Linked DNA regions of Oryctolagus cuniculus: region 1 is linked to region 2. A link is a contact called in public Hi-C data. All regions are on one chromosome and are shown on one strand. Each heading gives the region's core, a stretch centred on a gene start, on an enhancer-like site or on the middle of the called end of the contact. The rest is flanking DNA. Distances are from core to core; before and after follow the strand shown.

Region 1 (4,164 bases), core at 968-3,467, 230 kb after region 2:
CTGTCCAGCTCATTGCCTTCACGTACAAAGGAAAACAGAAAAGGCACAATTGCAGGCAAGACGGAGCCAATCCCCGCTTCACTCACGCCCGCCGTTTGGCTGAGTCAGCGATCGCAGAGGCTTCCCTGGCCTCGGAGTGGAATCCAGGAATCTGCAGACGGGCTGGGATTGCTCTGCCCAGGGCTGGCACGGGAGGTGGCCCGAGCCGCCGCCGCGGTCCTCCGGGACCGGCCTCTATCCGCTCCCGCCTGCTCCCTGCCGGAGTCTTTGAAAGGGGCCACTTGTCTCCGGCGTGCACGGCCCTCAGCGGTGTGGAAAGCCTTCGCACAGAGCACTGAAGCCCCCAGAGTGATTTACGATTTTCAGGAGCCTCTTGGATTAGAAAGCACCGATCTGCAACAGCCTCCGGACGGAGGCAGCTTGGACAGAAGCCTGGCGAGAGCAAAGCGCTTTGCAGCTCGCAGAGGCCCAGAGGCGCTGGCCGCTCCGGAGAGGACTTCAGAGTCGGCAAGCCCTGGTCACACCCCTCAGCTGAGGCTGCCACCTGTCACTCACACGGCCTGGCAGCGTGCCTGGCACTCTTGCCCATGCTTTGTGTGTTGGCATACCTTATTGGCACGGCAATCTTATATGGTTGGTGCCATCATGATCCCCATTTACAAACTAGGACGTTGAGGCACAAAAAGGGGAAGCATCTTGCCCCAGATCACTTGCTCTGATGTTTAATGGGACAAGGGTGCGCTGTGTACCCATTTTTCAGATGAGGAAAACAGAGGCCCATGACTGTGGCCAGCTTTGCCTTGGACTGGTGTTGGCTCATCTTTTCCTTCTCTGCAGAAATAAAGGGGGTAGTCCCTGCCCTGCTCTCTTCCCAACTCCAGACAAATATGCAGGTGACGACAGCAGTGGGAGGAGAGCTGAGCCCCAGCACCGACCTTGGCCTTGCTGCCTGGGCCAAGGCCAGTGTGTGACAGGAGCCCTGCTTGGTTTCCCCATCCTCCCCCCCCCCCCCCCGCCTCTGCCCCCAGGGCCTGGCTCCATTGTGCACAGCAGGTCTCCTGGAGGCCTTCCCAGGGGCTTGGTGTCTCCCACACACAGGCAGAGGGGTGGGGGGTGCAGAGCAGGGACCTGTGCCGAGGGCCTGACTCCCATCTTCTGAGCTCTACCCAGTAGTGAGAGCCCAGGAAAATCATGAACTCCAACCCCCGGGTCACTGCACATATGGGGAAACTGAGGCCCAGGAAGGGGGGGGCGGGGATTCACAGTCAGAGAGAACTGGCTACAGAGGTGGGAACAGCAGTTATCGCCACGCCTGTTCCCATGGCCCACGCTGGGGGTCTGGCTTCTGACCTAACAGAGCCTTACGCCATTGGTTCACTCATTTCTGTGCATGTCAGTCATTCAACAAACATTTGCGGGGCATCCACTATATGCCAGGCCCTGGGCACTCGATGCTGGCCATAAACATGGAGTCGAGAGCCCAGGGCAGCGGCACTGTCCGATCATTACTTGTAGAAATGATATTTAGAGTATACTGGGTAAAATAAAACTTAAAACTTCCTTCACTGGCTTGCTTGACTTTTTAAAAACGTGGCTGCTCAGGGCTGGAGTTGGTCCCAGTGGAATGCCCAGTTCCCACGCTGGGACACCTGGACTTGAGTCCTGTCCCCACTCCCAATTCCAGCTTCCTGCCAATGCGCGCCCTGGGAGCCAGCAGGTGGCGTCTCCAGCAGTCGGGTCCTTGCTACCTTTGTGAGAGACCCAAGATTGGGTTTCTGGCTCCCAGCGTTGGCCTGGCCCAGCTCCGGCTGTTGGCGGCATTGGGGGAGCAAACGAGCAGATGGAAGATCCCTCTCTCTCTGTCTGTGTCTGTGTCAGTCTCGCCCTCTTTTTTAAAAAAGTGGCTACTAGAAAATTAGGTAAAGCTTGCATAAGTGGCTCGCGTGCTGTCTCCACCGAGCCGCGTTGGTGGTCTGGAAAGCTCTGGAAATTAACGAACCCCCCCCCCCCCCCGCAGCCTTGCCTTTACTCCCCACGCGGGGCAGTGGGCCCGAGGGCAGGTCCGAGAGGGGCAGCGTTTCCCGCTCTCCCCGGCAGGTCGGTGCCCAGCCCTCCTTGCAGGAAGCACAGGACCTCCCTCCTTCCCTCCTCCTCCTCCTCCGTCTTGTCTTCTCCTTCCAGGCCCTGCCCGTGCCTTTTCACCTCCAGACTCCCCTGGGAGCTGCCAGGCCACTTCCCACTGTGCTGTCATCAGCCCTGCCCCATCCATTAATCATAAAGGAGGCTGCCTCTCCCTTGCCAGCAAGGAGGCCTCTCAGGGACACAGGCTCCCGGCGCACCCCGGGCACGGGTCCTGGCTCCGCTTGCACCAGCGGCAGCCCACCACCCACAGAGACCCGCACGGCCCCGGTGCCGCTGCAGGTCTGGGAGGATGTGAGCAGTGGAGGGGGCCAGGGCGTCCCCCCCGAGGGGGTGGCTCCGGGGCTGAGGCCCCTGCGGTAGGCAGAGGTACCGAGAGGGGAACAGCATATGCTCGGGGAAGGAACAGCAGGGGCAGGGGCAGAGCTGAGCTCTACAGAGGCTCCAGGGGTCAGCGTGGCTGCGCCCCGGCCATCTGGGGCAAGGGCAGGAGGGGGCTCACAGATGGCGGCCCCTTTGCATTTCCCTTCCTGCGTGCCCCCGCCCACCCGTCGAACACCACGCCCCCCGGCCCCCAGGCAGCAGGAAGCGGGCCGGGAGGAACAGTTCTGCGCCCGCCGGAGTATTTATAGCTGTGTGCTGTCAGCCTGTTGTTGCTTTTCGGTGGCATATATATTTTTACATTCTCCACCGTCACACATGGCTTCTCCGTGCGGTTGGGCGGCAGCGGGGGTGGGGGTGGGGGGTGCGGCGTGGCTGGATGCAGAGAGTGGCAAGCGCAGGAGGCCCAGGACAGCACCGAGGGACCTGAGGACCCTGCCTGGGCCAAGTCTCTCCTGACTCCAGAACCCTCAGCGGCTCCCCACGGCCCCTGGCCGCAGCCCAGACCCACACGAGCGAGCGGGCCCCTGCGCGCTCCGCAGCCATGCTGCTGCACTCCGGCTCTCCTGGCTCCGGGAGCCCGAGCCACACTTCTCCCAGCACACAGGACTCAGCGGGAAGCGAGCGGGCCGTGGCTCGCTGCTCACCAGCCCTGCGGCCCCCGGCACCGGCCCTTCACCTGCCTTTCCTTCCCGGAGTCCGCGTGCCTGAGCGCGAATAAATGGCAGTGGTTGCTGGTGGAGCCTCTTCTGTTTCAGGCCCCCAGGCCTTGGCACGGGCTGTTCCTTCTGCCAGGTCTCCTCCCCCACTCCTTGCCCCCACCTCCACCTAAAAGAAGTCCTTCAGGGCCACCCAGCCCCAGTGCCACCTCTCCAGGGAGCCCTCCAGGCTTAATGCCCTCATGCACGTCATTCCACCCTCCCCTGGCTGTGAGAGTTGTTTGTACTGAGACTGTCTTCCCTCTCCAAACGGTTCGCACATTCCTGGCTCAGAAAAACCGCCTGCACCTTTCGCACTGTCCTCCTTGGGGAGGGGCACTGTGCCCCCATTCTATCGATGAGGAAGCAGATTCAGGGAGCGAGGTGGCTCCCACATCTCCAGAGTCAGGGCCCCACCGCATTGCTACGGGCGCCGCCCATGGCCCTGCACCTGCACCTGCACCTGCACCTGCTGAACACCTGGATGATCCCACAGGAGCACCTGAGGAAAGACCTCTTTCCCCAGGTCCACCTCCCTGACCTTCTCCCCAGCTCAGCTGTCCAGGGTGCTCCCTGCCCTCCTTGCCAGGAGCCAGGCCCTCGGGGCTGGCCGTGCACCTGCAGCCCCCAGCCTGTACTGGGCAGGGCCGGCCGGGGCGAGGGCACTGTTGCTAGGCGACAGCCTGGCAAAGAACCCAGGCTCCCTGGAAGGAGAGGAAAGGGGTTTTTCCTGGGAGCTGGAGGCGGGCCAAGGAGGTGAAGGGAGGAAGGGGGTCTCCAGCTCTTCGCCACGTGCCAAGACCCCACCCTCACCTCCACTCCCTTCGTCCCCACTCAGTCTCATTTGCTCATCCTTCCTCTCATCCCTCCATCACTCACGCTCACTTACTCAACAGTGTGCTAATTTTCTCCCGTGCTTGGTGAGTCCCAGCTTTGCCCCTTATGA
Region 2 (4,218 bases), core at 1,425-3,924:
GCGCGGCGCCCCGACACCCACAACCACCAGCTAAAGCCACCCCCCTCTGGCACTCTCACCTACTCCCTGACTGCACGGAGAGGTGTAACCTGTAACCACAGACTTGGTCTTCCACCAACGGGAGGGACGTTTCTAACAGGTCCTCAGGACCGTGTCCCCTCCTGAGCCAACTATCCACAGGGTCTCCCTGGCCCAGACAGGAGGCCCACGCTCCTGGGCACCGCGCTCCCAGCCTCACGGCCCCGTGCAGCCACGTGGAGTTCTCGCGTGTCCCTGGCTCAGCCCCAGCCATGCCTCCTCCGAGCCCCATCACGGGCGCTTCCCTAAGCGTTCAAGGGCAGCGGCTGCTGCTGCTCCTTCTCCGCGCCACGCGGAAGCCTCTGGGCAAAGACGGGGGCCCAGGTGGCACGTGGGAAGGAGATCTCCAGGCGTGACCGAGCGAAAGGGCACCGAAGGCCCATGGTCTCACCAGGGCCTGGCAAGACAGGGCCCAGGGTTTCCAGCAAGCGTCACCGGAGCACAGCCGTGCACCTCTACTGTGCCTGCTCCTGGGACGGGGCGGAACCAGCACACAGAGACTCCAGGTCCACGAAGCCTGAAATACCACCTGGCCCTTTAACAAGGTTCCTGACACCAAGTCTCAATCAGCGCTTCCTGTGTATTTTCCCATCAAAACACACAACGAGGGGACTCTGCTTGCTGTGGGGAGGACACAGAGGCCCTTGTAGGTAGACACTGCTCGTGCTAGAGTTAGGGTCAAAGCCACAGCTTCGAGCAGAGCTGTGGAAATGCACAAGACCTGACCCCTCCAGTCCAGGATGGGGCGTAAGAGGCAGGGCTGGGAGAGAAGCAGAACAGGCCTAAATCAACCCCTCGGTCAATCCACAAGTTGCCCTCCAATGACCATGTACAAAGCCTACACCATCCCCTGGCTAAAAAACCTGTTGCATGCATGCGGGGCCCAGGGGGCACTGGGAGGAGCGCTCCGGCGGCTCCTCCCACAGCGGGCACTGGTTCAGGCTCCTGTCCTGCCGCTGCGGCTCGGTCAGCCTCCCCCACATCGCCCTGCATCCTCTGGTCCTCAGCCATCTGGCTGTCCACTCAGCACCCGGAAATTCTTTCCGCTTTTGGGATGGTTGTAAACCCTGAAGGATACAGCACCCAGGGTCTTTCGTGAAGTCCTGAGACTGGCCATCTGCCCACCACCTCACCTCCCACGCTGCCTAAAAGGGTTCCCCACACACACACACTCTCCCCGACTGGACATCGCCAGATCTATGTCCAGCTGACCAGGAAGCACTTGCCTGCCTGTGAGCCGATGTGCTGATGTGCCCGGCTCCTCTCCTGACTCAGGGTCCCCAGAGTGCAGCCCCCAAGCACTCCCAGGCGTCTCCCCACACAGGAGATGGAACACATTCTGCTCCAGCCTGCTCAGTCCGGGGTTTGCTGCCCTCTGCTCCGGGTCTCAGCAGCAGGGAATCATGAACAGGTGCACAGGCTGGGAGAAGGCGTGGCCACGTCACACCCGAGCTCAGCCCAAACAACACACTACGGGGAGCTTTGCTTCACAGCGAACGACCAGCTCCTTGCTCAGACATGCACAGAGCTCGCCTCTTAGCCTCTCCTCAGGTCTGCCTGACCCACTTCCCCTGTCTCGACCCTTCTGGTATCCCTGACAGAATCATCCCGGGGCTCCCCATCAGAGCCCTGACCCTTGGGCCTCTACCTGGGGTGCCTTCAGTCGTCCCGAGCTCCTCGGGCGCCGCCCGGCTCCCGCCGCACCTCCTGGAAAACCTCCTCTGTACTTCCTTTGACCTCGCCTCCGAGGGCCGGGAGAGTTTTAGAAGGCTGAGCACCACTGACCAAAGGGAACCCTAGCATCAGAGACCCCCAACCCCCAGGGTCTCCTTCCAGTAAGAGCCCACACTGATGGCCTGGGCGGGACAGCCAGCAGCCAACACGTGGATGGAGGCGAACACAGAATACACACCTCCCCCTGCACCCCCTTCCCCGCTTCCAGCCCCCAAGGGTCCCTCTACATCCACACTTGATCACAGGGCTGTTACCGCACAGAAAGGTGTGCAGCTGGAGAGAACCAGACTGCCCAGCCCAGGACTGATGGCCACCTTGCCAGGCGCCAACAGAAAGAGTGAGCCTGGGAAGACTGGGATTCGGAGGGACGGCAGGAGGGGCAGGGGCAAGCGAGCTGGTTAAGCCACACAGCCTGAGCACGACCGTCTGGAGCAAAGGGGAGCAGGGCGCGCCGCAGCGAGGAGGGCGCCGCGGCGAGGACGCGTGGCCTTGGGACGCAGCGCGGTGCCGGCGGGCACGGCCGGGACGCGGGCGCTGTGCTACTTGCAGTGGTATAATCTGGGGCAAGTCACTTTATCTAAGCCTCCATTTCCTCATTTGGAAAAGAAGAAAATCTCCAGAAACTAACCTCTAAGCAAGGGCTTGTGGTAACTCTACCAGCAGAGTAAGACATGCCACTTCCTCTCTGGGGCTGAGGCTCACTGCTAGGAGCGCGCTGTTTTGCCACAACAAGCCAGGTGGTTTGGAGAGCTCCCTGGGCTCCAGCGCCCCCAGCAGGAGGGGAACAACCATCCAGGCCTGCACTACTTCACTGAGATGCCAGAGCAGACGGGGAGAAACAGGAGGGGGGCCTTGCACAGCACGTGTGGCAGGAGCGCCAGCAGGGGCCCCTCACCCCCACGGCAGGGCCCAGGGCCCAGCCAGCCGGGGCCTTCCAACGGCTTCCTCTCTCAGGCTGCCCTCTGGGAGGAGGGCACCACCAGCTGCCAAGAAGACGCCTTGGGTGAGCGGCGAATTCTCCTTCCCTAAAAAGGATTCCGAGGCCATCTCTATACGCAGCCACCTTCCTGAGGGGCCCAGCTGGCGTCGATTAGGAAAGGCGTCGGTGAGGCAGCCGACAGCAGACGGCGGCGGGCGCGGGGCAGGGCTCGCCAGGCGCAGGCCCAGCATGAAGGAAGGGAGGCGAGTGAACACCCGACGGGCAGACGCTGCCGGCAGGGACAAGAGGCCTGGCACGTGCCCTGCCCGGGAGCACCTCCCCACGTGCACGGCCCCCACCTGGGGGGCTCCTGCTCCCTTTACTCGGCCAAAGCCTCCCCAGCCTTCCTTCAGCATCCCGTCAGGCCAGGCAGGCAGTGCGCACTCAGAAAATCTAGCCAAGTGAAAAAGCATGTGCCTTGGTTTCCCACTGACATCTAAGCAGCCCAGAAAACACTTTAAATGCCAAAGCTTCCTGTGTTTACACAGCCGCTGACAGTCCGAGCCTGTCCCGCTAGGCTGGAACTGGTCTAGGGCAACCTGCAGTCAGAAGGCCTGGACTCCAGTTTCATTCTGGACTTTGCACCCATCGGTCGGTGTAGCAGAAAAAGGCTGTGGGCAGGACACAGCTGGGTGTCATCCGTGGCTCTAGATGGGGTGTCACTGTCACCTCAGAGACCACCGCCGTAAGGCAGCCATCTGGGAACTGGCAGGCATGCCCACGACGCGGCCCCTGATACTTTTTCGGCATTTTCCTTCCTCTGCACCATTCCCGACTTCTCAGCCTGCAGCCCCCAGCCCAAATGACCCATCTAAACTGCAGGCCAGTGGCGAGCCCAGGGACGTGCAGGGACTCCTGAAGACAGAGACCCTCCATGCGTACTCAGTAAAGGATCAAAGTAGGAGAACCTTAGCACACAGAAAGAGACCGGGTTTCCGGACAGTGCTAGGCAGTGTCCCGGCCGTGGCCGGGTGGCAGCAGCAGATGCTCCTGCATCTCCCACTCCAGCGGCTCCCCCCACCACCACCACCCCCCCGGCAGAGGCAGCATCGCTCAGCTGCAGGAGCGGCAAAGTTCTGCCCAGGACGAGCAAGGCCCTCCTTAGGAGGTGCCAGCTGTTAGGCTGCGAACAAATGGTTGACCGAATGAGGCAAAGATCCTACCCAGCAGCCCCAGCCGGGAGCAACGTGCTATCCTCCGCCAGGATGTCAGTTACACAACTGCTCCTTGGATTAAGAAAAGCCTTTCGACTCCCAACGACGAGTCTATCTTCTGCCTCCCTGAAGGTAACACTCAAGCCTTGTCCACATGCAAGCTTAGATCATTTTCCAAGTTCCATCTGTGCTCCCTACAGAGCCCATCACCTCCTGCACACCAGGGGTGCCCCTGCCCACTCGTCTCAAGGAGGCCTCTGCAGACAGTGTGTC

The links. Hi-C and Micro-C count contacts between places; a contact is called where the count stands out from the background.
Region 1: a Hi-C map of embryonic fibroblasts shows a contact between it and region 2, with 2.3 times the contacts expected there. The contact joins two enhancer-like sites. A contact is called at or near these places in 3 of 6 Hi-C or Micro-C datasets (ear pinna, embryonic fibroblasts and an unstated tissue).

What each region holds. Positions count from the first base shown.
Region 1 is chr1:227,339,559-227,343,722 of mOryCun1.1, forward strand. No RefSeq gene overlaps it. Among named protein-coding and RNA genes, the nearest start is that of CRB2, 15 kb to the right of the region's middle. Within about 2 kb of position 2,218, at least 2 of the 8 cell types and tissues checked have an H3K27ac peak or open chromatin away from gene starts, as enhancers often do.
Region 2 is chr1:227,112,752-227,116,969 of mOryCun1.1, forward strand. No RefSeq gene overlaps it. Among named protein-coding and RNA genes, the nearest start is that of GPR21, 79 kb to the left of the region's middle. Within about 2 kb of position 2,675, at least 1 of the 8 cell types and tissues checked has an H3K27ac peak or open chromatin away from gene starts, as enhancers often do.